Regions from separate parts of the Neogale vison genome. Here region 2 is linked to region 1. A link is a contact called in public Hi-C data. All regions are on one chromosome and are shown on one strand. The core of a region is the stretch at or near the end of the contact, and the rest is flanking DNA. Distances in the headings are between cores, read along the strand shown. Region 1 holds the start of PDGFRA (platelet-derived growth factor receptor alpha). Region 2 has its middle 55 kb from the start of LNX1.

Region 1 (4,188 bases), core at 1,682-4,181:
CACCACGTCTGCAGGACGCGTCCAGGCGCTGTGCGCCGCCCACGGCCGGTCCCCAGGAGGCACAAAACGGGCCCGCCTCGGCGCCAGACGAGTTTGCAGCAGGAAAGCCCGGCCCATTGCCCCTCCCCCTGCACCCCTCCCCAGTCCGCGCCCCAGGAAGAAAGCGACCTGGGGCCGGGAGCCGCGGTTCTGCTTCGAGTTCCTCTCGATCCACTTAAAAACTGGTGCACTGCCCGAGGGTCAGCTACCCACTCCTTCCCGGCCCCTCCCCCACCCCCACCCTCCACCCTCCACTCCCGCTGTGGGGACTCACCCAAGCTACACTTGGGTCAAACCAAAAACACCACTGTGTAAGAGACTCGAAGCGGGGACTGACCAAGGTGTCAAAACGGGGATGGACGGGCTCTCGCCTATTGGGGAGCGGAGGAAGGGCCCTTTTATCATAGGAGAGTGTAAAGGGGGAAACCAAGAAGGAGAAAACCAAAAGGAAAAGAAAACTAGGAAGGGACGCAAAGCAGAAGCGCCAGGGTCCGAGTGGGTCAGAGGCGGGTGAAGGGTGGGCGATGTTAAAAACGAAGCCACCAGGGCTGCGGCTGAAGAGGCAAGCCCGCAGTGACTCTCTCTGTCCTCCAGCAGCCCGGACGCTCGCTGGGCTGAGGGGTGCTGGTCCCGTGAGCTGTGCGCCTGACTGTCCTGCCCGTGTGCCCTGGATATCTCCCTGCCCTAAAAAGCTGCCTAGTTCTGGTCGCGAGCGACTGCGGCGAGACGAGTCGGCCCAAAACGTTGAGCAATTCGGTTGCGGAGCCAAAAATCCATTTCCCACACGGCGCAGCCCGGGGCTTTTCCAGGCAGCTGGGCCGGGCTCGGGGCAGTCCGGACCTGATAAAGGCCATCCACACTCCCTCTCGAGGCCGGGTTTGCCTCTCACCCTGGCAGATGGAGTGAGTGGCAAGTTCTTCCAAGCACTCGTTCCGCAATCCTGAGGTCTTAGCAGGGCTAGGGAAGCAGAGAGACGGACGGGCGCTCCGGCTGCTGGCGAGACGCACAGACAACAGACAGACGGTCCAGCACTACTTCCCCTCGGAGACGTTTGGCCAGGAGACTGGCAGCACTGGCAACACCTGGCCAGGCGGCCCGGTTCCCGGACCCCGGGGCAGTCGTACTCGGGCCCCTCTGGCTCTGAGCTGGCTGCGACCCTTTCCGAACAGAACTTCTGATCCCAGTTGTTTCCGAGCCAAACCGACGCCGCCCGTTTCCCCGGCACAACCGGGAGAAGTTAATATCACAAATAAAAGCGGACTTCCATGGGGACAGACGGAAGAGGAAGGAGGGGTGCGAGGAGAGGGCTCCGAAGCAGGCAAGGAGGCCGGAGCAAAGAGCGAAATCGGGGCACTGGAGAGGCTGAAGCAGCGCAGGGCGAGTGCAGGCGGCGAGTGCCACGCGAGGAAAGGGACACGCAAAGGGGGGGGGCGGGTCTTGAACTCAGGTGCCCGGAGGAAGGTGACGAGGCCAGTTCGCCTACCATCTTTCTCTTACCTGGGAACCAAGTTTTCCCGTTCCGAGTCGTCCCAAACTTCCCCTAAAAAAAGTTCTGCACTTTTCTGGCGATCCTCCTCCTTTCCTTCCTGTGACCGGGACTGGGCAGCAGTAGAACCCCGGACTTTGCAAATAAAAAAATTAAAAAAAAAAAGATTCCACCGAGGAAAGGGGAGACGACTCGCGCGGAGACGAGTGGGGGTGGGGACCACAGCGCACAATGAGGGCCCCTTGGAGCGCAGTACGAAATTCCTCAAACCCACTTGCTGGAATGCGAGGCGACGACGACTTCTTCACTCGGGGCCAAATGTGTTTGTCATTATTCCAGACCGCCTGCCCGCCCGCGCCGCCTGCGCCCCCGCACTCGGGCGCGCAACCCCAGCGCACTGCGGGACTGGCGCCCGCTCTCCCTCACACTTCACTGATCCGGCAAACGGCTGGGGAGTCCCCCCAAACCCTCGCCCCCGTCCGCGCCCCCTCTGCTCGTCTTGCAGCCGCCCCGGTTGTGCTGTGTCTGGCCCCGGCTCGCACCCGGCGCTCTGCGCCGTCCAGTAATTACGCGCCCTCGGCGGGCGCCATGTGCCCCCGACTGGCACCCGAGGTCCGGCCCTCTCCAGCCGAGCCCTTCACGCCTCCCCTCCTCGCAACCCCCTTCCGCGCCCCACTCCGCGCTCTTCTCCCTCCGCCTCCCCCAGCCCTCCAGCCGCGCTCCACACCACCCGCTGCAGCGCTGTCCCGCCAAACCGCGGGCGAGGAATGAAAATACTCATTAAAAACCTGTCGCCTTCCAGGACCTACTGCCAAGAAGAGGGCAAACACCTCTGCCCCCACTCCCAGCATTACTTGGTGCTCGTCCCAGTATACACGAATACCACCCCCAACCCCAAAAGAAACCTCAAAAATGTAAGCCTAAACAATTTCGTTGGGAGGCTATAGAGTTGTTAGAAAAACACTGCTTTTAAAAATAGGTCTGGAAAATGTGTTTTTTTTTTTTTTAATCCCTAGACTTTCTAGCTCTCGGTAATCTTTCCTCCTAGTGAAGTTTATTAAACATAAATGACTCTCAGGACACATAGCTGGAATTCAACTTTTTTTTCCTCATCGCCCAAAGTTTGAGTCAAGTTTCTTCTCTTCGAGCCCAAAGGGCCTGATAAGGAACTTCTCTTAGAGACAAAAATCTTGTTTTTCTCCTTTCTTACCTTCTCCTCCTATGTCAATTCGTAATGAAAATCCTACATATGGAGTTAAAAGTGTCCACGGTTTCCAGTCCTCTCCTGGAGTCCCCTCCTCTGTTTTTCTCCCTCTAGCTCCAACTGTAATGGGCTCAAAACCCGCGTTTTGTAATTGATTCAATGTTATAGTCCATCCTTCTAAAACTAATCATTTGCTCTAAGTAAATAGCTGTCAGGAAATGAAGCTCCCCCCCCCTTGGCCTCTTCAAAATAAAAGTTTCTCTCGAACTCCGTGCGCTCTGAATCTCCTCGCAGCCAGATCGCGCCTTCGCTTTTTGCTCTTACGCAATCAGGGGGTCCAGTCCCAAACCCCAGACTTCGACAACAACTGGGGGGCGGGGAGCAGACCAGATGGGGTGGGGGTGGTGGAAGGGGGAGGTGTTGATGTTCTGCCGGGAAAGAGGTTCGTGAAAATACAAACTGCCCATCATTTCCAGAATGAGTTCGCCTCCGGATTTAGGGAGCTATTTTCCTACGCTGCTATATTGCTCTGCATGCTCTTTGAGAGAAAGAAAAAGAACTTGTGAAATTTCATTTAATGCCCAGGAATAGTATACATCTGGAGTCGAGAACGTCCCTTCTGTAGAAATTCTTAGCCCAGCTAGACAGGGGTCTGCCCGGAGAGGTCTCCAACCGGTTGCGTCTTTACAACTTGGGGTCTGTTAGGTAAAGTGCGGGGTAGTTGCTAATCCCTTAATGTGATTAGGCAAACTCTTGAGTCCCATATGAAGATGATGGTCTTTGTTTTTGGTTTTGTTTTGTTTTGCTTTGAAAACGGGTTTGAAACAAGGTACAAAGAACTGAGGGTCTTTGGCGTAGGTTTGGAACGTTCGCCAACAGAATGACCTTTACTCCCTCAGAGCCACTTATCTTGTCGTGTCTTTGTTTTCGGGGTAATCTGGGCGAGGTTGCCCTGGCTTCTATCACTCACACAAAAAGGCTCAGGGTTGGGCGTTTGAGGAATCGTCCACAACAAATCTGCCACCTCCTCGTTTAGGGGAGGTTCGCCTCCCCGTGCTCCCTCCCGCCGCAAGGGATGGACTTTACCGATGCCTGGGGTTGAGCGGGGCCCCAAATCCTATCCCCAAACTCGAGGCAAGAGACTGTACAAGGAGAGAACTATTCTGCTCGCGAAGGAAAGGGGGCGCTCGCGCTCCAGGAACCAGACCAGGCGCAGTTGGGCTTCCAAGGGACGGAGGGGGAGGGGAGCGCATTCACCTTCCCCGCCTTCTCTAATTTTGAGTTCTCCTGTTGGATGGAAGGGGTCATTTTTTACCTCCATCCCACCCCCCCCTCCACACTCTCAGAAGGGTTTCGACGTCCAGGTTGAACCTGGAACGTCGGACAGTCATCAACCTCCTTCCTCAGGAGGGTGGACAAGAAGAGCCGGCAGGAGAGGGTCACAGAAAGGTGTGGGGTC
Region 2 (4,194 bases), core at 193-2,692, 460 kb after region 1:
CGGGGCCCGTCAGCCCGAGTGCAGACCTCTCCGGTACGGTTTCCCTCAACTCTCCATTCACCCTCCTACCCTGGCTTCCCACCCTCACTCCTCTAGACGGTAGGCCTTCTAGATTCTGGCCAGAGACCTGGCTTGGGGATCTCCAACCTGGGAAAGTATAACACTCTCTCGAGACTGCAGACTTAATAAACGAAGAGCTAAATATTCACCTATTACCTAGCATACTTTTTGGGGGGTGGGTCAGGTCTAGACTTAAATAGCATCTGGTCTGGAAAATACTGGTTGGAGAAGAATTGATCCATATCTCCTGTTTAATTACATCAATTAACAGGCATAACAGCTTAGACTTTGAAGGGAGGAAGACAGTGGAAAAGAAGTTTTATAAGACAGACTTTTTTTCCTGGGATGTGTGATGTAGACGGCAAGATAAGACAGGGGCCTGTGTTCGCCTCTGCCACATCTTTGACTGGTCCTCTGACTTCTCTAGCCTGTAGTTTACTGTTCTGTAATCTAGAGATATTACTTGTATCCAGCCCATAGGACTGTTCAAGGGGAATTAGATAAAATAGAACATAAAATGCTTAGCATGCTATCAGGCACATAGTAAATTTTTAACATAAATATTTTTCTAAATTGTACATGTTGTTTGTTATTTTTATGACTCAAGATTCTGGGGCAGTGCAGGCCGCCGGAGGTGGGGAGGGCATGGGGGTAGATTATAATAGGTTTTCCGGGGCCTGTGGCTGGGGGTGGGGAGGGGACAAACCAGGCAGGGTGGCTCCGTCAGTGTCACAGATCTGTGAACCTCCAGATGTTCGTAAGTGGAATGGATTTCTGCAAAAGGAAGACAAGGTATAAATGGGGGTGGGGGTGGGGGAGGGTCAAGGAAACTCAAAGGGCCCCACAGAAAGTGCTAGAAGTGGGTTGTTCCATCACCAAATGCAGCTCAAAAAGAAACCCTGACAGAGGAAACTTGTGCTCCCTCCAGGGAAGCTGGCTCTCGGGATCTCACTCAAACTCCATCTAACACAGAGTAAGAGAGAAAGAGACAGCCAGCCGGACCCTCTCATGCCTCCTTCTGGCGCGCCTTGCTGCCCTCAAAACCTGCTTCCTGCCTGGCTGGTGAGAGAAGACATGTCCTTTGGCCCCTGAGCCATCAAAAGGTCCTAGAGGGACCCCTTGTGCGTGGCCTGTCAGGGAAAGTAAGGCCTAGGGGGAGAGTCCTAGGGACACAGCCACGTGGGGTTCCAGGCATGGTCAAGAGGGACGCAGCTCACCCCCAGGAGGGTTGGTGGGGTGGCAGAGAATCTGCCGTGAGCAGAGCAGGGCTTGGGGGCGGGGACAGCGTGTGGGCTAGTTTAGGCCAGGCCCAGAACTGAAGTCAATGGAGGTTTTGTTTATGTAACATGTGCACAAGGCCCTTTGGAGAAAATAACCCCGGGTCTGCAGGCCAGGCTGCAGCGAGCAGGGGTGCGGCTGCGAGCTTCCTGTTGTTCTTGGCCAGGCTGTCCAGCTGTTTGCTCGGCTCCTCTCTCTGAGCCCTTGGCTTCCGTGCTGCCTGCGCCTTCCAGTGTCTTGGGCTCCCTTCCTACAGGGCAGCACAGTGGGATTGCTCCCCAGAGGCCAGAGGCGGTGGTGACGCAGGCTCTGAACCCAGAGGATCGCCCCCTCCCCCCACCACCCCTCAGGGCATCCTTCGTGCACACTCCCCTAGCTGAGCGGGTTCGCTTACAGACCTCCAGGTTAGGGAAAGGCACAGGGCCTGACGTCCACTGGGCATGGGTCTGAATCCAGGGTGACCATTTGATCGTCACTTGGCCTAGGGCAACTTGCAAAATTCCTGGAGTTGTTGATAATGTGCAAACACGGATACAAATACACGAGAGATGAAGAATGCGTGTCCATTCTCCTCATACCAGGCTTGCTCCAAGGTGTGAAGACTATATGGTTACCTTTTTGAAACACAGATTCCCTTGATGCTATGGTGTCAATGTTTGTGTCCCTTCAAAGTTCCTGTGTTGAAATCCTCCCCCCTAAAGGTGAGGGTACTGGAAGGTGGGGCCTTTGGGAGGGGTGTCAGTTAGAGGGAGGGGGCAGCGCTTATGAGTGGGATTAGTGCCCTTGCACAGGAGGCTCCCGGGAGATCCTGGCCTCTTTGCTATGTGAGGACATGGCAGGCCTCAGACTTCCAGTCCCCAGAACTGTGAGAATTGCTCTTGTCTCTTCTTATGGGAACTCTGGTTCTACCAAGTCAGGGCTCCACCCTTATGAACTCATTTAACCTTAATGACTTCAGTAAAGGCTGTATCTCCAAATGTAGCCACATTGGAGGTTAGGGCTTTAAACCTAGGAATTTGGGGGAATGCTGTTCAGTCCATGGCACGACCACCACACCCTGGCTTGTAGCTACTATTTCACTTATCATACCTCAAAACCAGAAGCAACCCAAACATCCATCTGCAAAAAAATGGGTAAGCAATCTTTGGTATGTTACTACAACGGAATACTATACTGCACTGAAAAGATTGGGCTCCTTATACATAAGACCCCTTCCTAGCATTCCTCTGAGCAAGTCATGCATGAAGCAAAACAACAAAGCATCTTGGAACTTGGGGCTCCCGATCTCTGCCTGGTCTTTTCCAAAACGTTGGTTCATTCAGACCAAGTTTAATGATCCCCTATGTTTGAAAGCAAAATTGCAAGTCTTTCAGGACTTTGCTTAAACACAGACAATCCTCCCACTTTTAGTGATGGAGACCCCAGCTCACAGCCTGAGTGGTTTCCAGCAGAGTCTTATTAATATGAAACATAGTTTTCTTGGGGGAAAAATTGACTTTGAATTTGGATTTTCTGTTGTTTTCGTTGAAGAACACTAAGTTAGCCAGTTGGCTAAGGAAAAAGCAGTTGCTTCAAATTAGTTGTAATTTTGCATTAAGCCAATGTTGTCTTAACAGGTTTTGCCCAAGATGTTTTTCTATACATAGGATGTCTCCCTAAGTCCTAGAAAGATTGTGGTAGATTTCCACATCCATTATTATTTGGCCTTGTGTTTCATAAAATAGCAGAGTAAGTTTATTTTTAACAGTTGTGCTGCCAGTTTGGGTTAAACTAATAGGTAAAAGGGTTTTTACAAAAATTATCTCTTTTTTGGCAAGGAATCTTAATTCATTCAAACAATAGATTTTGATTCAGGCAGTTAGGACCTGAGGTCTGAGATAACAAACCACACAGCTCACAATTCTGTAAAAAGCAGGGGCTCCCAGAAGTTTTTTGGTTTTGTTTTGTTTTGCCTTTTTTTTTTTAAAGACTTATTTATTTATTTGAGAGAGAGTGAGAGTAAGCAGTGGGGAAGGGCAGAAAGAGAGCGAGAGAGAGTCTTTTTTTTTTTTAAAGATTTTATTTATTTATTTGACACAGAGAGAGAGAGATCACAAGTAGGCAGAGCAGCAGGCAGGGGGGGGGGAGCAGGCTCCCTGCTGAGCAGAGAGCCCGATGTGAGGCTCTATCCCAGGACCCTGAGATCATGACCTGAGCCAAAGGCAGAGGCTTTAACCTGCTGAGCCACCCAGGCACCCCGAAAGAGAGTCTTTTTTAAAAAAGATTTTATTTATCTATTTGAGAGAGAGAGAAAAAAAAAAAAAAAACAGCACAAGCAGGAGGAGTAGCAGAGGGTGAGGAGAAGCAGACTGCCTCCCTCCCAGAGCAGGAAGCAGGATGTTGGATTCGATCCTGGGACTCTGGGATCATGACCCAAGCCAAAGAGGTGCACACTTAACCGACTGAGTCACGCAGTCTCTCCTGAGAGAGAGGGAGGGAGAGAGAGAGAGAGAGAGAGAATCTTAAGCAGACTCTATGCTGAGCACAGAGGCCAACATGGGGCTCAATCCCATAACCCTGAGATCATGAGCTGAGCCAAAACCAAGAGTCAGATGCTCAACCGTCTGTACCACCCAGGTGCCCTGTTCCTGGAGGTTTCATTCTGGTTTCTGTGAATCTAGTATTTACCCACAGGTCTTGCTTGCCTGATGTCCCAATTTGCCTCTGCCTTTTTTGTACTAGAAGGACATTAAAATGGACAAAAGCAGAAAGGCCAGTGAAGTGAAGAGGAAAGGTCACATGTTAACATCAGAGAGACCCAGATTTGAGTTCCTGTATCCTCCCTGCCAGGCAGCTTACTTAACCTTTCCAAGTCTA

Evidence for each region. A called contact is a pair of places that touch in the nucleus more often than the background predicts.
Region 2: a Hi-C map of fibroblasts shows a contact between it and region 1, with 19 times the contacts expected there. The contact joins the enhancer-like site here to the promoter of PDGFRA in region 1. A contact is called at or near these places in 2 of 3 Hi-C or Micro-C datasets (fibroblasts and muscle).

Annotation. Positions count from the first base shown.
Region 1 is chr11:25,197,702-25,201,889 of ASM_NN_V1, forward strand. PDGFRA (platelet-derived growth factor receptor alpha) reads right to left here and starts at 2,932. Exons shown (of 24, transcript XM_044268123.1): 1 at 2,736-2,932; 2 at 1,537-1,660.
Region 2 is chr11:25,658,954-25,663,147 of ASM_NN_V1, forward strand. No RefSeq gene overlaps it. Among named protein-coding and RNA genes, the nearest start is that of LNX1, 55 kb to the right of the region's middle. Within about 2 kb of position 1,443, the one cell type or tissue checked has open chromatin away from gene starts, as enhancers often do. A contact at or near this core is called in fibroblasts, where this site is marked.